7 separate regions of the Mus musculus genome follow, and all the other regions are linked to region 1. Evidence: chromatin contacts called from public ChIA-PET, HiChIP or PLAC-seq and promoter capture Hi-C data. All regions are on one chromosome and are shown on one strand. Each heading gives the region's core, a stretch centred on a gene start, on an enhancer-like site or on the middle of the called end of the contact. The rest is flanking DNA. Distances are from core to core; before and after follow the strand shown.

Region 1 (2,864 bases), core at 103-2,602:
AGAGTGAGCGCCAGGACAGCCAGGACTGCACAGAGAAACCCTGTCTCGAAAAACCAAAAATAATAAAAAAATTAAATCACCACAACATAGTGTGTGGGTGGGTGGGGTGGGGGGTGTATGGCAACACTACATAGCACCTCATTAATATGTATAGTTACTCTCCTCTCTTAAATTGGTTAAAATTTAATTTCAAAACTAAGCCAGGTACAATGGTGGATACCTATAGTCCCATCTTCAGAAGCCAACGCAGGAGGACTGTCAACAGGGAGTTCCAGGCCTGTCCAGGCAACACAGAGAAGGCTGGGGATGCAGCGCCACGTCTGACACTCGTCTAGTATGGGTGAGACCCTTGGCCTGAGCGTGAACACCAAAGTAATACAAACAACCAAGCAGCTCAACCTTCTCTCTCAAATAACCGTGCTCGCCTTCAGAGAAGCTAAAGGACAACCCAGCTCTTAGATTTGTACACCCTTGGGTTATTTTCCTTTTTCACATTTCTCCCCAACAAATCAAATATCTGTTTCAGAGGAGATACCCCAAACAGGCTTCTCACCAGGTGTGGTGGCCCACGCTTGTGATCCCAGCACTCAGGAGGCAGAGGTGAGGCAGGAGGAGCACTGTAAGTTTGAGGCCAGCCTGGTCTTCATATCGAGTTCTAAGGCCGCCAAATTTAAGAGGTGAGGCCCAGCCTCTAAAAAACACAGCTGATGCCCGCTCCGTTCCTATATTTAACAGAAATTCAGTAGTTGCCTGAAACTGGATTTATTATTATTGTTTTTGTTGTTGTTATTATTATTTTAGTTTTTTGAGATAGTGTTTCTCTGTGTATCCCTGGCTGTAGCTGGCCTCAAACTCAGAGATCTGCCTGCCTCTGCCTTCGGAGTGCTGGGATTAAAGGGGTGAAGCGCCACTCCTCGGCTGAAACTGAATTTTTTAAATGGTGTGAGCCTTCAGCTCATGCTTCACAGGAGCCCAGGTTTAAATCTCACCGCATCCACATACAACACAGTTATCACACAGTTAAGCCAACAAGAATCTCTCAAACAGACTCTCCCTAATCAGAAAAACAAGAGGCGAATGGGCGGCATGATTTTTGTTTTCAGCTTACTTCCTGAAAGCAAAGATTTAAAATCCCAGCGGCCTGACTGATGAAAAGATAGAGCATGTTTAAGGCCATATATGAAGAAAACAAAAGAAGCAGACAGTACATACATGGCAGCGTGGCCAGGAGCCCTCATGGTCATCCTGAAGTGTGGTGCTCACTCCAAAGATGTCCCTGGCAGCAGGAGGCTGCTTGAAATGACTCTAAAAAGAAATCGGAGCTTGTCACATGAAGCATCCACAATGAGGAAGTGAACTTTCATTTCGGTTTCATTTAAAGACTTATGAGAACAGCTGCCTCCGCCCTCTCCTTCTCACCTTGGGACAGTTTGTGTGTAATGAGCTGCCCAGAGGGCTCCATGGTAGAGGCCATCAATAGAATGACCTCAGCAGAGAACAGGACAAAGTTTTCCTCCAACCCTGTGTCATTTTGGTGGTCCATTTTATTCACATCGGTTCTGAGATGGAAACATTTAGTTATAAAGACATTTGGATCAGGCGCCTCAAATCTCAGGTTGCTACATGATTCCCTAGGAAGCCCTGTCTTATCCTTTAACACAAGTCATGTATGACTTATTGTGTCTAATACTCACTCATCAGTTCCTTTGTTTTAGTTCAAAGGATCTTAACACACACACACACACACACACACACACACACAGAGTTATACACATACACTTATACACACAGTTCTATCACATAGTTATCTCTCACAAACATACAATTATACACACATGGTTATCTCACATATTCACACACAGTTATACACATACATTCATCCATACATATGGTTATTATGCACATATTCACAGTTAATCTCACACATAGTTATACATATACAGCACAGTTATCACACAGTTATACCCACATGCACACATATACAGTTACACACACACTTACTCACACCAGGATATACACCCAACTGCCACTGTGGTCTTCTAGGCACAGCTGGGGTAAAATGAACTATTGGTTTTTAAACCTGAATCTTTATTAATCACCAATGAAAATGGGCATCTCTCCCATGTTTTTGACCACTGAGTTTTCTGAGGATTGCATTTTCAATTATTTTGCTCATGTTTCTAGTGTATTTATCGGTTTTCTTGGTGATCTGCAGGGCCTGTTTTTACTGTTCTGGCTAGCAGTCTCTGGTGGTGCCGTACACTCCGCCTGCCTTCTCACAGTTCTCCATTGGTTTTTTTCTTTGTTTGTTTGTTTGTTTTTACTTTGCTTATACTGATTTTTTTTTTTTACTGAAAATTTAAAATGCTGAAATAGAACATCTGGCCAGGTATAGTGCTAGTCTCAGGCCAGCCTGGGTTACATAAAACCTTGTCCTCAAAATACAAAACAAGAAGGCAGTGAGGTGAGGAACTCCTGTTTCAATAATCTCCTGGAACTGCCAACTTGTTTCATTTATGCTCCCATTTCCCAGATTATTTCGAAATAATTCCTAGATCTCATGTGTAATATGTTTCATATGAAAATGTTTCAAGTGTTTATCTATTTTTACAATTATTGTGTGTGTGTCGGGGGGGGGGGAACCAGTGTCATGCTGCTAGGGACAGAATTCAGGCGTGGTGGCAAGTACCTTTGCCTGCTAACCCATCTTGTACACCCTCATGTGTATATTTTAAAAAGAGATATGATAAAGAAATACAAGCACAAACCATGATGACATCTAACCTGACCACCATGTTTTAAAATACACATATTTTTTTCTTTTTGAGAGCTTTATTTTTCTTTTAATTATGTATGTGTGGATG
Region 2 (2,864 bases), core at 173-2,672, 510 kb before region 1:
TGCTACGATTACTGCCATGTGCTTACTCTGTTGCTAAAATTCTTTCCCAGGGGGAGATTTAGGCAATGTCTACCCCCTCCTCCTATGATCCCAAGAACAAAACCAGTCATGGTTCTGCCACAGTTTATTGGAGTTCCTGACAAAGCACAGGTGAGGGGTGTGGGTGCTCCTCTCCCTGGGAAAGCCTTTACCCAGCAGGGATGCGTGCCCCCCCCAATCCTGCAGAGATAGTGTTCCCCTTCTCTAGTTCCCCCTCCCTGTGTCCCCTTCCTGAAGCCATATGCCATTAAGGCAGAGTTGCATACAACAGGTGGTTAGGAGCAGCTGGATAATCTGGTGGGTGGGGCACACGCAGTCACAGAGGCCCGCAGAGAGGAGTCTTTAGCAAGGGCACAGCTGAGCTCCCTAATGGCAGTTGCTTGGCTCAGAGAACACTCACTCACAGCATAGCACAAAACCCAATCCCAAATTTATATAGTAAGCCCAAACCACAGAAGCCACGTCTGTTATAGTCTCAGCCCCAACAAAAAATACATCATATACTGTTTATTTACAAGGTGCACAGTTCCGTCCTCTCGTGTCTTCATTGCCCTAATAAAGTTATTTTTTATGAAATGAGCTTCCTGATACCTAAGCAATAAAAAGTTGTTTCTTCTTTTTTTCTTTTATAGCTTGTGTCGGCAGTTGTTGAATATGGTGGTAAACGGGTTAGAGGAAGTGACCTCTTCAGTCCCAAAGATGCTGTGGCTATTACCAAGCAGTTTCTCAAAGGACTGAAGGTATAGCTTTAGTCTGAGTGTGGCTGATATGATTCTAACAGTATATTCTGAATTGTAGAGCTATGTCCGCCCAGTGAATCCACAAAGGACAATTTCTTGAAACGCTGCCTCTGTGCTGTAGTGTGCCTGCACTGCCAGGGAGCCGAGCGGGACTGATGCAGTGACGGGTCACTTCCAGGAAGTGTGCACAGTTCTGCCAGTCACAGCTCTTTTTCCCGTGTTTGTAATTTAAACTGTATTAAGCTAGTGCTTGCGCTCACTCTCTCTCTCTCTCTCTCTCTCTCTCTCTCTCTCTCTGTGTGTGTGTGTGTGTGTGTGTGTGTGTGTGTGTTGGTGGTTTGTGGTTTTTCTGTTTTTTGGTTGGTTGGTTGGTTTTGTTTTTGAGGAGTCTCATGTAGGGCAGGCTGGTTTCAAACTCACTATGTAGCCAAGGATGACCTTGAATTTGTCCAGCTCCCAAGTTCTGGGTATACACCACTACAGCAAGTTTATGCTGTGCTGGGAATAGAATTCAAGGGTCTATGCATGATAAACAAAGTCTGCCAACTGAGCTGCACCTCAAGCCCACAAGCTTCTCTTTGAAGGAAATTCAAGAGAAAGCACAACCATCCGTTGCTGGGAAGTCAGTCACACAGACAGAGGACAACAATAAGTGTGGCTCACTTTCTCCACTCACTAGTGAAGTCTTGGCCACAGTTAAGATGGTCTTTCCATGTGAGGTAACATAATCAAGGCAATTCCTTACAGGCATGCCTAGAAGTCCATGGACCAGGTAATTCTAGAGTCTGCCAGGCTGACAGTGCCTTCACGGGGCTCTCGTAGGCCAGCTTTTTACTTGGTAGGAAGCTTTTCTGACGGCCCCCCCGTGTTCGTGGGGTGGGGGGCACTGTACCAGCGGCACCGCTTCTCTGGCCCCTGGCCTGTTCTTAGCTTTCCATGAGTTTCCTGGTGTTCTTCTACCCTATGGCTTACCAACTCTGCTACAGGCCTTTCTTTTTGTTTCACAAAGAATGAGATTCAGACAAGATAAAAGATTCCAGATTTTTAAATTCCTTGAAAAGTTTATTGAAGCCATATTGAAAATAACTAGCCTTAATTTAGTACTTTTTTAAAAAATTAGTACTTTTGTAAGATTGGAACAATTCTGTCTAATTAAAATAATTTTTACATATTCTAAAGTTCTAGACTGGGGAGATGGTTCACTCAGTGAAGTGATTGCTGCTCAAACTGGAGTTTAGATCCCCATCAAATACATAAAAGTCAAATACAGTGGTGTGTAACTGTACCCCACAGTGCTGAAGTGTGTGCATAGAAGGGGGAGGGGACCCCCTCAAGCTCTCTGGCCAGCCAGTCTAACCAAACCTGAGAGCTCTGGGTTCAAGAATAGAGCCTGTCTCGGAGATGATGGTGAAGAGGCACTGAGGAGAGCAGCCAGTGCTGACCTCTGACGTCCATGTGCGTGCACACACATCCACACCTTTACTTACACACAGACACAAATGTCCTGTTGGGGTCTGTTTGATTTCTATCCAGTTCCAGTTTGATTCTATCCCATAAGGCTTCCATTGAGTATATGTTCCTTTTCTGATGTATCATTACTGTCATATTGCTAGCTTCCCCAAATAACATGAGAACCATTTCCATATTTTAGGGAGTGGAAAATGTGTATACACAGCACCAGCCTTTCCTGCATGAGACCCTGGATCATCTCATCAAAGGAAGGCTTAAGGAAAACCTCTATCCTTATTTAGGCCCCAGCACACTCAGAGACAGGTAAGGTAACAAAGATTAGAAATAAAAACTAGGATCACAGAACAAGCCAGAGAAACTGGAAGTGCCCAAGACATCCAGATCTTGGCCTTAGAGAAACAACCTGCCATGTAGGGACAGTGGGCACTACTAAGAGCTGGGTTCCGAAGTCCTGTGATTGTAAAAACATCTGAATTCTGCCAACTGACTTATGCTTAAGATGGGGTCCTGGACTTAGCCTGATTCTCAGTTGGTAAATCTGTGAGCAGTGAACTGAGATCTAATCTATGCATGAACTTGGGACCTACAGAAACTACAGATCTACAGACTGTGTGT
Region 3 (2,864 bases), core at 179-2,678, 470 kb before region 1:
CTGTGTAAGACCTTGTCATAAGCCCAGCAGTGATGGCCTGGCCTACAGAGTGAGTTCCAGGACAGTCATGGCTACACAGAGAAACCCTGTCTAGGAAAAAAACCAAAACCAAAACAAACAAACAAACAAAAAAGACCTTGTCTTATTAAAAAATAAAGACAAAATAATCCAAAGCATTCTTACCTGCTCAGCCAACAAGTTCCCAAAAGCTCATTCCCTCAGCTGTGCCCTCATGCTAGTACATAGGCTCCCTCCTAAAGCCTTTCTCAGTCATTTCTTTGCCCTTTAAACAGGCCAGTACCAAACAGAGATGAGGAGGAGATAGTCTGTAAAGTGTGCTGTGTGTGTAGGGGGTAGTCTGCAAAGTGTGCTGTGTACACGTGTACAAAGTCTAAAAGGCAGACCCGGGTTAGAAAACCTCTATGCTAACTCATGTAACAGCAGTGTGTCAGTTTGAGCATGACAAATGGTTCCCTGTGCTGGACTGATCTTTTCCCAAGGGATAATATCCTCACTCTTATATGCCTTACAAAATGGTACTCGACATTCTAAAGTGCCAATATAAGAGCATTTTGAAAGCATAAAGTTCTGTATCCACCTGAAATAGAAGTCAATTATATGGCTAGTGAGATTGCAGGACTGGGAAGCACGGTGGGTCTAAGAAGAGGTATCTTTCTTGATAAATTCTCTCCCAAAAAGCCCAAACATCCTCCACTCCTCAAACCACAAACTTACCAACACTTCATCTTGGACGTCTCTGGGAAAAAATAATTCCCCTGCTCTGGGCTTTACTCATTCGTGGTGGTTGTGTTTACCATACACCAGGTTTATTAGCTTACTGTCTGGTAGTAATTGAACCTAAAAGACACAGTTGGGTCCTCGCGGGCTTTCATGGGTCAGCTGATCCTCCTTTTACCAGGTAGGGGAACAGAGACCCAGGAGTGGTGAGGAAAGCCGCGCTCAAACTTGGGCTCCCTCCAAGCCACATCAGAAACACAGGACTCAGAAGAGCTCGCGGTCCGAGCGTCCTCCGGGCCTCCCCGCCGCTGCACGCGTGTTTACCGCAGGCCTCGCGGGGCGCTCACGTCCGCCCGGCAGTAGGTCGAGAGTGGAGACTCCCGGGGCTCCGCCAGCCGGAGTCTGCGGGTCCGAGGCGGCCGCTCTCCCACGGCGCCTCCGCTCCATCCCGCTCGCCACGCCTCGGGCCCGCCCCCACCGCCGCGCCTCCCGGTTATCCGCTCGCGCCTCCGCCGGGTGCCGGGTCGGAAACAAAGGCGGGGGGCGGGGAGCGCACGGCGGCGGCGCCGCGGTCCGCCCTTCATTCGGAGCCCGCGACGTCAGCGGCGGTGGCCGGGGCCGGTGCGGCGGGGGCGGGCATGGGCGACGGGGGCGGCGGGGGCAGCGGGGGCCCGGCCTGCGGCTAGCACGAGCCGCCGAGCGAGCAGCGGGCGCGGCCGCCCGATCCCGCCATGAAGAAGAGCGGCTCCGGCAAGCGGGTGAGTGCGCGGCGCGCGGACAATGGGGCTGGGGCTGGCGGGGGGGGCGGGGAGGGCGCAGAGACCAGTCTGAGCCGCCGCTCCTCGTCTCGCCCCGGGCAGGGGCCTCCGGATGGAAACCATCAGTCTGCGGCGCCCGAGAAGGTCGGCTGGGTCCGGAAATTCTGCGGGAAAGGGATTTTCAGGGAGATTTGGAAAAACCGCTATGTGGTGCTGAAAGGCGACCAGCTCTACGTCTCCGAGAAGGAGGTAGGCGCCCGCCCTTGCGCGAGCCGTCGGGACCCTGTCCCCACGGCGGCTAGTTCTCCGGCTTGCCCCGCCTCCATCTCTGCAAGTTCAGGGGTCGCAAAAGTCCTGTGTCTGCAGAAAAAAGTCACCCCCGAGTGAGAGAACCTGAGTGGGGTTTAGGAGTTTACTTATTTGATGTGCCTTTGCGGACACCTTTCTCAGAAGTTCTGACATCCGCCGCCTCTCCCTCTATTCTGGCCCCCTAAAATACGGTTGGGGGTTTTGGTGGGGTTTGTTTTTGTTACACACTGGTATTCGTATCCCTCGATCCTTCCTGTCTTCCCCACCCCAGCCCACCACTCTCTCCGTTCCTGCGGGGGTTGGGAGGGAGGAGGGCATATGTAGGTCCCCTGAGTAGCACAGTCTCCCTAAATCATAGAAAACACAACTTGGAGGCAGTCTCTGGGACCAGGGGTAGAGCAGCGGTGAATGCCGGATTCTTGTAGGAGCTAGCATCCTGAACCAGGCTTGTTCCTCACCGTCCACTCCACTTAAAGGGTAAAAAGAAAAAAGAAAAAAAAAATTCAAGGAACTCATATTCTGCCCATCTTTATTTGTAGACAGGGGGAATGGAGTTAGGACTGTGAGCGCCTGTGTGTGTGTCTCCATGGCTTTGGCTCTGTAGTTTTACAGGAAACCACAGCCCGGCACATGGGGTCAGAATATAAAGCCAGGTCGTGGAATCCAGATCCCTTCCCCCTTTGTGAAGCCCCAACTCTTGACTCAATAACAAGAATGCTGAGAAACTGAACTTGCTTCCCTGTGACTGTCTGATCATGGTGGCCTGTTCCTGTCCCTTTCAGACTGGCCCTTCCTCCCTTGCCTGCCCTCACCCAAAACCAACCGAGTGGGAAGCCCTCCCTTAGCTCTAACCTGTTCTGCTTTTGTCACTAGACACTTGTTTTCTGCCCTTGTATTTGGGTAAATAAAGCCTTTTATGGTGTCGAAGCAGATACACTTGCAGCTGGAGAGCTGTACTCATCTCAAAGCAGTCTACTGAGACAAGCAGAGAACTAGTGTTGAGCCCCCAGGCCCCTCTTGAAGGGGCCAAAACATAACGGTTGGAGAGGCCTCAGAGCA
Region 4 (2,864 bases), core at 161-2,660, 450 kb before region 1:
CTCCCCGATGCCCTGATTTATGGAGAGGGAAGGAAGCTCCCTATCTAAAACCAGGAACGTGTTTGGTGTAAGACAACTTGTGCGAGACCTCCCAGTCCCAAGCTTTCTATCTCCTCTGTCCTCTGATCTCCTGATCCTCTCTCTCAGAACTGTGTCACTGAAGGAAGGCTTGCTGGTCCAGGTCATAACACATACGTATTTGCTTGAATTTTCCTCTATCAGCCACAAGGCAACTTCAACCAGTCAAATACCACCAATGACTGGCTCTCCTTTTAGAGTCTAATGCTCTATGTAACCTGGAGTAAGTGCTCTTCCCGGACTTGGAGCTCCCTTTAGAGCAGTGGTTCTCAGCCTTCCTACTGCTGCGACCCTTTAACACAGCTCCTCGTGCTGCTGTGACCCCCAACCATAACCTTATTTTCCTTGCTACCCCTTAACTGTAATTTTGCGGCTGAGTAGTGTCTCAACCCCGAAGGCCATTTTTCAGCGACTGGGTTCTGAGAGAGAGAAGACCTGGAGATCAGAAGATAAAGAGTCTAGAGGACAGAGAAGATAGGAAAGTTTGGTTTTCGGAGGTTTGACTACTCTGTCTTCCCTGCGACCCACAGGTTGAGAACCTGTGCTTTAGCGTAAGGCTCAGTACTCGTCAGTGTGTTCCCAGGCTCTGAATTCAAAGCACAGGGCCTCAGGCCACATTGTTTCTCAAGTCTGACACATCCTAAAATCTCTACTAATGCCCGAGAGGTAACTGTGCTTCCCCAGCCTTTATCAGATCACTGTGTATTCCCTAGGAAGACAGTCTCGGAGCCTCTGGATGGCTCAGCACTGCACTGATGCCAAGTTAATAACTTTAAATCTTGGGAAAGCTGGTCTTTGGTGTAGATTTAAATCTCTCCAGACGAATCTTCAAGAAAACCAAGGAACCAGCAGAATTGGTTTTAAAGCGTTGCCTTCCCCTCCACTGCTGCCTCGGCCCAGACATCGGTTCTCACAAGCGCAGCGTCGGGGACCCCAGCTTCCATGCAGTTAAGTCCAGTGAGCGTGGGAACCATCGCTTGACCCCCAAAGGCGCAAGAAAACAGAAACAAACAAAAGCAAATACCTTTTGAGAATTTCGTTTGAAGCACCAAGTGTAACGGAGGGCGGGGGATGATTTCTGAGATTAGGGGGTGTTGGGGGGGTGCAGAACTGTGGAGAGCGGTTTCGGAAGGGCGCCGCATACCAGACAATGAGCTACAAGAGCCTCGGGCTGTGGCCTCAATGAGGCCTTTCAGCAGCCCCACACTGCCTCGCTTGTTCCCCTAGAGGGGCGCTTTCTGGAAGCTAAGCCCTCAGCTGGCAAGAGCAGGGACCCCTGTGCCATTTGTCTGTCAACTTCTTTAGAAGGCGAAGCCTCCCGTACAGCTGTCTCGCTTCGCATTTCCTTTCTGCGCTTGGATGCTCGCGGTGACAGACGGAGGCGGCGGCAAATGAGGGGCCCTGTAAAACCGCAAGGAAAGAAAAAGTCTAAAGTGCCCCAGGTTCCCGCTTGCGGCTGTTGGAGAAAGCCTCGCCCCTCAGAGAAACCAGGACTAATTAAGAGGGAGAAAGGAAAAGCTAAGCCAGGTCTCAGCACTGGAAATCAGTAGGATGCTCCCCAGAGCCTAGAAGCACCAAAAACTTCAAAACCAAATAAGAAGCGCCTGTGGTCTACCCGCCCTTTCCAAAATTTAAAAATAGGAATCTTTTAGAGGGTGAATTTCACCTCAACAACTTAATTTCTTTAAATCTTTTCACCTTTAACCAAGTCTGTTGACATTACTACCCAAAATGATCCAGACTGACAAATATCTCTACATGCAGTTTCCCCAAAATTTGTTTTGTTGTTGTTGTTGTTTGTTTGTTTTTTGAGGGTCTTTTTTTTTCTTGTTTTACTACACTTCTTGAGCGTACCCCACATAGTTTTTACAGAGAATGTATCTCCATGCTTCCTTTAACGGCTTGGTAAGAACAGCTTGGCCCGGGCGAGCACACCCGGAAGACGTCAGCACGCCTAAGAAGAACTGAAACTCAATGTTTTCCACAAACAACAAGTTTCAAAAATTAGACTTGACTGTTGAAAATAAGCACCTTAGGGGATGTTATTTTAAAAGCATGCCAACGTTGGTTTTTTGTTTGTTTGTTTGTTTGTTTGTTTGGGGAGATGGGGGCGGTGCGGTATGACAGTCACGTTCATGTAACCCAAGCTGGCTCTACCTTACTTTGTAACTGAGGATGGTCGGAACCCACGACCCTCGGGAGTCACAGGCACACAATACCAGTTCTGGCTAGCACTGTTCCTTTAAGAAAGAAGAAAAAAGTAATAGTTTGATGAATTCTAATGATTTAGTGAAAAAAAAAATTAAGCTTAGTCCTAAAATGTGATATAAAAATAATCAAATAGATTATCATAAAATGAGAACGTGCTCATCCTTAATAATAATTATAATAACCACATACTTTATCATAAAACAATATCTTTTGCATTCAATTTAGCTTTCTAACTAAGTGTGACAACCAGGAAATGGACTTGGCTATGCACTGTGGTAAGAGTTTAAATAAGAATGTACAATCTTCTATCAAGCAATTTACTAAGACACATTAAAAACTGTATTGAGGCTAGAAGGATGGTTCAGTGGTTAAGAGCATATACTACCTTTTCGGAGGACTCAGGTTGAGTTCCCAGCACCCACAGAGAGCCTCACAGTGACCTGGGGACCCAACACCTTCTTCTGGCCTCCTAGGGAGAGAGCTCTTACATGCACAGACACATACAGGCACAGACACCTAAATAAAGATTAATCTTTAAAAAGAAAAACAGCATCCTTGCGTGTGGTGGTGCCTGC
Region 5 (2,864 bases), core at 244-2,743, 420 kb before region 1:
GCAGCAATGGTGCACACCTTTATCTCAGCACCTGGGGAGGCAAGTGGCTATCCCAGTTCCAGGCCAGCCTGGTCTACAGATTGAATTCCAGAACAGCCAAGGATACAGAGATACAATGTCACAAAGTGGGCAAAAATCCAAGTGTTTTACCACCTCTCCTTCTTCAAATAGCAGGGACCAAACCACTAGCTTTGTGCTACACTCTGCTCCATCCTTGTCTGTTTGAGGATAGGACTGGCTATGTGGCCTAGGATGGCCTGCAGTCCAAGACCTTTTCCATGTTTCTCAGACCTCCAAAGAAACTTCTACTGTACAAAACAAACTGATGCAAACATTCTAAAGTGGTTCGTTGGTTCTAATAAAAAGGATTTAAGGATGATTTTACTTTGATACTTTTGACAAACTACCTTCAGCTGTGATTGACTAAAAGACGGAAAAATAAGTCCTAACTCTCTCTGTAATGGACCTTTACAAAGTCTCTCTGTTGGAATCACTCGTTCGGTAAAGAAAGAGCCTTCGTGTTTTTTGTTTGTTTGTTTTTTCGAAGCAGGATTTCTCTGTCCTGGAACTTACTTTGTAGACCAGGCTGGCCTCGAACTCAGAAAATCGCCTACCTCTGCCTCCCAAGTGCTGGGATTAAAGGCGTGCGCCACCAAGCCCTGCTGTCTTCCTGTTTTATGTGTAGTCTCGGAGTCGGTTTTCTTCAGTGCTTTCTCCCAGCACCTGCTCAACTTGACTGATGTAGTTTTAAGTTTTATCAATTAGCAGCAGTTCCAGGAGTAGGGAAAGGGGATGGATAGATAGGAGGGTTAGCTCCTGAGGACAAGGTCAGTGAAAAATGTGTACAAACAAGCTGGACAGTGGTGGCGCACGCCTTTAATCCCAGCACTCAGGAGGCAGAGGCAGGCGGATTTCTGAGTTCGAGGCTAGCCTGGTCTACAGCGTGAGTTCCAGCACTGGCTGCTCTTACAGAGGACCAATCCCCAGAGGCTCCCAAGCATCTGATACCTCCGAGGGCACCAGGCACACGAGTGATACACACACACACACACACACACACAAGACATTCATACACATAAAATCTAAATTAAAACAAACAAACAAACAAAAAAACTAGCCCTCACCGGGCAGTGGTGGCGCACGCCTTTAATCCTAGCACTTGGGAGGCAGAGGCAGGCGGATTTCTGAGTTCGAGGCCAGCCTGGTCTACAGAGTGAGTTTCAGGACAGCCAGGGCTACACAGAGAAACCCTGTCTCGAAAAAAAACCAAAAACAACAAAACAAAACTAGCCCTCATTTCTTTAGAAGACACATAACGTTGCTGTTTCCGATTACTGGCTAACCAGGGTTGGGCGATAGTCTTCAACATCAGGCTTTAGAATGATGCAACACTGAAATTGGGAATCATTAGGCAAACGTTGCGAGACCCGAAGGACAATGAACAGCGTAGAGGATCCCTGAGGTCCGTGATGCGGAAACTCCAGAGCCGTGCTTCCGGCGCGACTGCGCATGCACGGGAGCTCTGACAAGGGATGGGGCGGGGGTTGGGGGGGTGGTGGAGTGAGGCCGAGCCTCGTGACCAGAGCTGCGGCCCAGTGGAGTTTAGAAAGGCGTCCTTGTGATGGGATTCGGTCAGGTCGAGTCTGTCCCTTAGCCCCTGGGGCAACCGTGTCTCACTCCCAGGAGCCCAGGCCTGGCAGGTGCATCCGACGTAGTCGATCTGACGTCACATCCGCCTTCGCTAGCTCCGGAACGAGTGCTCGATTTGCAGTTCTGTCCTAAGTCCTGTTCTTGGCGGACCCCAGCAGGGCGCTCTGCTGTAGTAGCAGCAATTAGAAAACGGAAAATAAAGATTGGAAGCTCGGGATATGCCCAGGGACTGCGGCAGAGGACTGACTTCCAAAAGCATTTAGATAAATGGCATGACCTGTTCAAGCCTATCAAGACCCGATACGTGGCAGCACGCTGGCTCGACCCGGGGATCGCGGTGGGAAACGCGACCTTAGAAGAGTCTCCTTAAAAGTTGGCGTCTAGCGCAGCACCTCCTGCGAACTGCAGCCCGGGAACCCCATATTCCGATATATACAGCTTTATTACAAAATAAAATCTGTAAAATCTTATAGATGACTGTGAACATCCACTTCTGTATTTGCCAGGCACTGGCATAGCCTCATACAGCTATACCAGGGTCCCTTCAGCAAAATCTTGCTGGCATATGCAATAGTGCCTGGGTTTGGTGGCTGATTATGGGATGGATCCCCTGGTGGGGTAGTCTCTGGATAGTCCATCCTTTCATCTTAGCTCCAAACTTTGTCTCTGTAACTCCTTTCATGGGTATTTTGTTCCCTACTCTAAGGAAGAGTGAAGTATCCACCCATTGGTCTTCCCTCTTCTTGATTTTCTTGTGTTTTGCAAATTGTATCTTGGGTGTCCTATGTTTCTGGGCTAATATCCACTTATCAGTGAGTGCCCCCAATAGAGAAGCTAGAGAAAGCACCCAAGGAGCTGAAGGGGTCTGCAACAATAGGTGGAACAACAATATGAACTAACCAGTATCCCCAGAGCTCGTGTCTCTAGCTGCATATGTAGCAGAAGATGGCTTAGTCGGCCAACACTGGGAAGAGAGGCCCCTTGGTATTGCAAACTTTATATGCCCCAGTACAGGGGAATGTCAGGGCCAAGAATTGGAAGTGGGTGGGTAGGGAAGCAGGGCGGGGTGAGGGTATAGGGAACTTTCGGGATAGCATTTGAAATGTATATAAAGAAAATATCTAATAAAAAATCTGTAAAATCACTTGGAATTCGAATTTTTTAAAATTCTCATTGTTAATCTTATCCAGAAAAATAATCTAATCTACAAATAA
Region 6 (2,864 bases), core at 205-2,704, 420 kb after region 1:
GCTGTATAACCCTGACCACCTGAGTTTGCTTCCTTGGGCTCCTATGATGAAAAGAGAGACTGAACTCCTACAAGTTGCCTCTGGTCTCCATATGCAGACACACAAACATAATACAATTTAAAAAACAAAACACAAACCTCTCACCTGTTATCTTGAACTTAAGTCTTTATCGTACAGTATCTAAGCTGACTAGGATCCCAGACAGTTGCCCTGCAAGGTAGGGCTTGTTTTTATTTACTGCCAGGGGCCAGTAATCCAGGATCTAGGACTCATTTTCTAGGCTAGTGATATACTACTGAGCTACAAACTATATTTCCATCCTCAGGGAAGTTTTTAATGTTTCCAAGGAATCCACCACAACCATTTAATTACATATAGTATGCTGATCTGGTTGTACAACATATATTCAATCACTGAACAGCTTCTATTAACAAAAATTTAGCCAAATGTCAGCCTTGTTTGTAAAAAAAAGACCGAATTCTGTTACAGACCTTAAAACCAACCAGAAAATGAGACATAAACCAAATCTAACTGTAAACTGAAATTTTGTTTCTATGATGGAAATAAATGGGGATTCTCTTAGTCGATAAAGGGTCACCTAAGAAAACAGTAAGCTATGATTTGAAAGCTGAAAACGAGAGTGTGCTAACTTTTTTGTTTTTTTTTTTTTTTTTTTGGTTTTTTTTTTTTTTGGTTTTTCGAGACAGGGTTTCTCTGTATAGCCCTGGCTGTCCTGGAACTCACTTTGTAGACCAGGCTGGCCTCGAACTCAGAAATCCGCCTGCCTCTGCCTCCCGAGTGCTGGGATTAAAGGCGTGCGCCACCACGCCCGGCGGAGAGTGTGCTAATTAAGTTTGTTTCTGGACAGGTTCCTTTTGGTAAATAACTCGGCAGCGGGACGAGAAAACTTCAAAGCCGACAAAGACACAGACACTGATACGCACACACACTCCTCCAGACTCCGCCATCCAGCCAGGAGCGTACAAGAAAATTGTAAAGCCGATAAACACACACACACACACACACACACACACACACACACTCCGAAGAAAATTGCAAAGCCGACAAAGACACAGACACAAACACACATGCGCGCACACACACACGCACACAGAGGCACATACACACGCGCGCGCACACACACACAAAGTCCCCTCCACTCCGCCGTCCAGCCCGGAGCGCCTTTCCGAGCCTTTCTCAATCCCCGCCCCCTTCCTCTTTGTCCAGGGTTTTCCCTTCTCCTCGCCTCTCTCTTTCCCTCTTCCTGGGCCCGGCTCTTGCCTCGGTGAAACCCCCGTAAGTTGTCTGGTAGAACTCATCTTCCTCCTCTGCTTCCAGGAGCCCAGAAAGCCGGTTCCCAGCGGTTTTCCGTGGGGCCCGGCCCCCAGCCAAACTCATACCGCCTACAGCGACTGCGCTGCCGCCTTCAGCCCCTGGCCCAGCTCGGGGTTCTCGCAGATCGGCACTCGACACTATTACCTGCGGGCGACCGTCAATGACGGAAGTTCAGCGTCTGCAAGCAAAAGCAGCCGAGCGTCGAGAGGTCCTAGTTATTTTCACCTTAAGTCTCTTTGTGGCTGGTGGCTGCTGTGGCCACTCATAGGCAGCGCCTAGGGCACAGTACCAGGGTTCCTCCTCCTTACCTAGATATTTTGTTTGTTTTTCTACAGACAGGATCACACTTTACAGTCCTGGCTGGCCTGGAGCTACCTGTGTAAAGCAAGCTGCCCTCGAACTCAGAGATCTTCCTGCCTCTGCCTCCCGGTGATGGAATTAAAGGTGTGCGCCAAGTAGGCCTGCCTCATAGCAAACTCCTTTCCCTTCTCCGCTCCTACTTTTTTTTTTTTTTTAAGATTTATTTATGCTAGGCAGTGGTGGCGCACGCCTTTAATCCCAGCTCTTGGGAGGCAGAGGCAGGTGGATTTCTGAGCTCAAGGCCAGCCTGGTCTACAGAGTGAGTTCCAGGACGGCCAGGGCTATACAGAGAAAAGCTGTCTCAAAAAAAAAAAGTATGTATGTATGTATGTACTTATTTATTTATTTAATATGAGTACACTATTGTTGTCTTCAGACACACTGGGAGAGGGCACCGACAGCTCTTTCAGAGATCCTGAGTGAATTCAATTTCCAGCAACCACATGGTGGCTCACAACCATCTGTAATGGGATCTGATGTCCTCTTCTGGTGTTTCTGAAGACAGCTACAGTGTACTCATATACATAAAATAAATAAATAAATCTTTTTAAAAATTGTATGACTTTTTTTTTTAACTATGTGTTTGTGTTCATGTGTGTGAGCATGTACCACTGCACTGGTGTGGAGGTCAGAAGACAAATGTGCAGGAACTGGCTCTCCACGTTTACTGTGTGGAATCTGGGGTCAAAGTCAGGTCACCAGGCTTGATGGCAGGCTCCTCTATCTGCTGAGTTTTGGTTTTGGAGACTGGTTCTCTATGTACTCCAAGCTTGCCAGTCTCATAGACTGGTCTGCTATGGTCTTCTCCGTGTTTCATGCTACTAGGTTAAGGGAAGAGTTTGTTTTTGTTTTTGTTTTGGAGTGTGTGTGTGTGTGTGTGTGTGTGTGTTTCCCCCTCTTTGCTGGGAATGGAACCCAAGGTCTCAGGAACTCTAGAAAAGCATTCTACTACAAAGGTACATCCCAAGTGAGGCCAAGGATTGTATCTGTCTATACTACGAATGTGAATGCCTGCAATAGGCTAGGTTTAGGTAAACAATGAAAGACTAAATGAAGAAGGTATTCATTCTTTTACTGTTTTTTGGTTTTATTTTTGTTTCTGTTTTTTTTTTCTAATGCCAAGGATTAAATTCAGAGTAGTGTATAAGATAGGTAAGTTCTCTAATTCT
Region 7 (2,864 bases), core at 235-2,734, 380 kb after region 1:
AATGATGGATTATAATACGGAAGTGTAAGCAAAATAAACCCTTTCCTCCCCAAGAATGGTGGTTCATCATGGCAATAGAAACTCTGAGACAGGCCAGTGAAACTATGCCTCAAAGAAAGTGAACCAGACCAGGTTCCTGAAGATGACATCAGAAATTGTTCTCTGAAGCCCGGCGTGGTGGCACACACCTTTAATCCCAGCCCTTGGGAGGCAGAGGCAGGCAGATTTCTGAGTTTGAGGCCAGCCTAGTCTACAGAGTGAGTTCCAGGACAGTAGGACAGTCAGGGCTATACAGAGAAACCCTGTCTCAAAAAACCGAAAGAAAGAAAGAAAGAAAGAGAGAGAGAAATAAATAAATAAATAAATTGTTCTCTGGTCTACACACATGCACACACTAAATATGTTTTTAAAGACTTTTATTGTTTGTATGTATGTGTATTCTACATGTGTGTAGGTATCCAAGGAGACCAGAAGGTATTAGATCCACTGGAACTAACTAGTGGTTATGAACCACCAGATATAGGTGCTGGGAATAAAAGTCAGAACATCTGGAAGATCAGTGAGTCACTGAGCCATGGAGTCGCTGACTCCAGTCTCTGGAAGCCCCCAAATCAGTTTTTAAATCCCTGAATCCTAAGGCCTTTTTTTGGGTTCTCAATCTGTGCTGAAGAAAGCTATATAATTCACTCCTTTAAAGATTTGTGTGTCTGTGTGTGCCCAAGTGTATGTTCATGTACTGATTTATTCAGGTGACTCTGGAGGCCAGAAGAGAACACTGGAATTCCTGGAGCTGGAGTTGTGGGTGGTTTTTCCAAGACAAGAATTTTACTATGCAGCCCTGGCTGGCCTGGAGCTCACTCTGTAGACCAGGCTGGCCTTGAACTCAAAGATTGGATTGTCTCTGCCTCCAGAATGCTGGGATTAAAGGTGTAGTTTTGCCTCATTGGAGTCTACCCTCATTTATCAGGCCCTTTAAAGCTATTAAGCTCTGTACTCCAGCGTTTTGGCTCGATGCTGACACCTGCTGGTCACGCATGGCTCAGCAGCCCTAACCTTGGCACCTACCTCCTGCCTGCTCTGGCTGGGGCAGTCTGTGCCAATCTTACCTTCTAGGGCCTGAAGATGCTTGTATAATGCTGTTCTACTACACCACTCGATGATCTTTCAGTACTTCCCTCACTGTCTCTCACATTAAAATCTGGACTCTGCACGGTTTTCAGTACCACAAAAATATTAGGCAGCAAGAAAGAAGCAGACCTTTTATTAGGTGGAGGTGTGTAAATCCGTCCTTGCCACTTCAGAGTTGGTGCTTCCTACAGAATTCCATTCCTTTTGACCTTTGTCTTATTTCTAGGTGGCTCTTGGGACACTGGACTTCTTGGTGACAGTGATGATGAACCGGAGGTGGAGAGTAGATAGGCGGGGCCTGGGGTGGGGCTAGACCAAAGGGCCTCTTAGGAGCTTCTCCATTCTGTGAGCTCTCAGAAACATCCAAGGCCAGACTGGCACCCAGCACACGGCAGGTGAGAGTCTGGCAATGACAGAGGGTGGGTTTCGGGGTGACACTGACAGGATATCCTGACCCTTTCACCTTCACCTTTCTTTCTGTCTTGTGAAACTCTCGCTTGTAGAATTCTTGGGTCTCCCCCTCTCTCCCCAGAACCATTTTAGTGTATTTAGTGGATGGGGCAAGGCTGTCTGAGAGTGAGACCTGGCTTGGGATGGTGGCTGAGTCTAGAGCTGAGGGACAGAGATGCACATGGGGTAACGACTAGAGATTTAGAGATCTACAGTATCTTCGGACATGGAAGTACAGTGACGCAAAGTGAAAGAAACCTTTGCTAGGCTAGAGATTCATGAGGGTCACGTAGAGGCTGGGACAAAAAGAGCGAGTGACATAGCTACCCTGGGAGGACTGGGGACCTAGTTGGAGATGGCAAAGGGAGCAATAGAGAGCTGGGTAAGAGGAGGGCAGGTAGGGAAGGAAAGCGGGCCCCTATAGAAAAATCATCTCCAGTGTGAAAGATCCACAGGGCAAGGCAGAAACAAATCAAGATGGCAGGTTCCCATTGGAGTGATTCGGCTGCCGGAGAGAGCCCCCTGGCTGTCCTCCCTCTGAGAGGACTCCTATTTTCATTTGAGGGAGAGGGTGAGGTTGCTCCTTCATTGCGGTCACAGCCACATCCTGCAGAGCCGGGGAGGGGGAAGTAAGAAGCAAAACAACCAGAAGAAGCACAGTCAAGGCCCATGGTGAGAAGACCCTGTCCGTAGGCACAGGATATACCACCAAGAAGGCCTCGCTCTGCTCAGCCTAGCCAGCCTGAGACCACTACCTGCTGCCGCAGCCACCCTTCAAAAGAGCGCCCTCCTTGTTGGAGGGCGAATGTGGAGGGGTTATTTGACTTGTAGCCTATTTTTTCTCATAATTTGTGTCTGTTATTTATTATGTATATGTGTGAGTAGAGGCCAGAGGTGTTGGGTCTCCCTGGAGCTAAAGTTATAGGTGACTGTGAGCATCTGTTGTCTGAGAGTGTTGTCCCACTCCTTGAAGCCTGTTTTCATACTTACTAGGCCAAGTTGCTTAAGATCTCTTAGCTTTGCCCAGAGGTGGTGGCACATGCCTTTAATCCCATCACTTAGGAGGCAGAGGCAGGCAGATCTCAGTTCAAGGCCACCCTGGTCTACAGAGCGAGTTCTAGGACAGCCAGGGTTATACAGAGAAACTTTTGTCTTGAAAAAACAAAAACAACAAAAAAGAGTCCTTCAGTCTGAGATTTCTCTCTGTAAAACAGGGCTTGTCACCCATATGAAGTTGGTAAACCAAGACAGTTAATATCAAACACTTGGCACACAGTAGGTTCTTT

Evidence for each region. Promoter capture Hi-C pulls out the DNA fragments that hold promoters and counts their contacts. ChIA-PET counts read pairs in DNA pulled down with a chosen protein or histone mark. HiChIP or PLAC-seq counts read pairs in DNA pulled down with a chosen protein or histone mark. Capture Hi-C pulls out chosen DNA fragments and counts their contacts.
Region 2: a contact with region 1 is called in an RNA polymerase II ChIA-PET map of memory CD8 T cells, with 29 read pairs. The contact joins the enhancer-like site here to the promoter of Ctss in region 1. A contact is called at or near these places in 6 of 39 promoter capture datasets (cranial neural crest, frontonasal cranial neural crest, hematopoietic stem and progenitor cells and 3 more) and 2 of 115 datasets of contacts at active chromatin or transcription factors (embryonic stem cells and memory CD8 T cells).
Region 3: an H3K27ac HiChIP or PLAC-seq map of microglia shows a contact between it and region 1, with 7 times the contacts expected there. The contact joins the promoter of Plekho1 here to the promoter of Ctss in region 1. A contact is called at or near these places in 1 of 39 promoter capture datasets (liver), 3 of 115 datasets of contacts at active chromatin or transcription factors (bone marrow-derived macrophages, microglia and pancreatic cancer cells) and 1 of 9 other capture datasets (adipose tissue).
Region 4: a contact with region 1 is called in a promoter capture Hi-C map of hematopoietic stem and progenitor cells, with 2.7 times the contacts expected there. The contact joins the enhancer-like site here to the promoter of Ctss in region 1. A contact is called at or near these places in 3 of 39 promoter capture datasets (hematopoietic stem and progenitor cells and liver), 1 of 484 Hi-C or Micro-C datasets (B cells), 1 of 115 datasets of contacts at active chromatin or transcription factors (microglia) and 1 of 9 other capture datasets (liver).
Region 5: a contact with region 1 is called in an H3K27ac HiChIP or PLAC-seq map of microglia, with 8 times the contacts expected there. The contact joins the enhancer-like site here to the promoter of Ctss in region 1. A contact is called at or near these places in 6 of 39 promoter capture datasets (hippocampal neurons, liver, neutrophils and 2 more), 3 of 115 datasets of contacts at active chromatin or transcription factors (embryonic stem cells, memory CD8 T cells and microglia) and 1 of 9 other capture datasets (embryonic stem cells).
Region 6: a promoter capture Hi-C map of adipose tissue shows a contact between it and region 1. The contact joins the promoter of Vps72 here to the promoter of Ctss in region 1. A contact is called at or near these places in 1 of 115 datasets of contacts at active chromatin or transcription factors (microglia) and 1 of 9 other capture datasets (adipose tissue).
Region 7: an RNA polymerase II ChIA-PET map of memory CD8 T cells shows a contact between it and region 1, with 7 read pairs. The contact joins the promoter of Tnfaip8l2 here to the promoter of Ctss in region 1. A contact is called at or near these places in 1 of 39 promoter capture datasets (the C10 cell line) and 2 of 115 datasets of contacts at active chromatin or transcription factors (embryonic stem cells and memory CD8 T cells).

Annotation. Positions count from the first base shown.
Region 1 is chr3:95,525,274-95,528,137 of GRCm38.p6, reverse strand. It overlaps Ctss (cathepsin S), which reads right to left and starts at 1,352. Exons shown (of 8, transcript NM_021281.3): 1 at 1,213-1,352. The coding sequence starts at 1,238.
Region 2 is chr3:96,030,694-96,033,557 of GRCm38.p6, reverse strand. Vps45 (vacuolar protein sorting 45) reads left to right here. Exons shown (of 15, transcript NM_013841.3): 12 at 672-779; 13 at 2,431-2,552. Among named protein-coding and RNA genes, the nearest start is that of Vps45, 26 kb to the left of the region's middle. Within about 2 kb of position 1,422, at least 81 of the 459 cell types and tissues checked have an H3K27ac peak or open chromatin away from gene starts, as enhancers often do. A contact at or near this core is called in hematopoietic stem and progenitor cells, memory CD8 T cells and pre-B cells, where this site is marked.
Region 3 is chr3:95,994,403-95,997,266 of GRCm38.p6, reverse strand. It overlaps Plekho1 (pleckstrin homology domain containing, family O member 1), which reads left to right and starts at 1,428. Exons shown (of 6, transcript NM_023320.2): 1 at 1,428-1,496; 2 at 1,599-1,745. The coding sequence starts at 1,470.
Region 4 is chr3:95,971,592-95,974,455 of GRCm38.p6, reverse strand. No RefSeq gene overlaps it. Among named protein-coding and RNA genes, the nearest start is that of Gm9054, 12 kb to the left of the region's middle. Within about 2 kb of position 1,410, at least 150 of the 459 cell types and tissues checked have an H3K27ac peak or open chromatin away from gene starts, as enhancers often do. A contact at or near this core is called in B cells, hematopoietic stem and progenitor cells and microglia, where this site is marked.
Region 5 is chr3:95,949,935-95,952,798 of GRCm38.p6, reverse strand. No RefSeq gene overlaps it. Among named protein-coding and RNA genes, the nearest start is that of Anp32e, 22 kb to the right of the region's middle. Within about 2 kb of position 1,493, at least 443 of the 459 cell types and tissues checked have an H3K27ac peak or open chromatin away from gene starts, as enhancers often do. A contact at or near this core is called in embryonic stem cells, hippocampal neurons, liver and 5 more, where this site is marked.
Region 6 is chr3:95,109,632-95,112,495 of GRCm38.p6, reverse strand. It overlaps Vps72 (vacuolar protein sorting 72), which reads right to left and starts at 1,454. Exons shown (of 6, transcript NM_009336.2): 1 at 1,282-1,454. The coding sequence starts at 1,398.
Region 7 is chr3:95,140,974-95,143,837 of GRCm38.p6, reverse strand. It overlaps Tnfaip8l2 (tumor necrosis factor, alpha-induced protein 8-like 2), which reads left to right and starts at 1,484. Exons shown (of 2, transcript NM_027206.3): 1 at 1,484-1,523.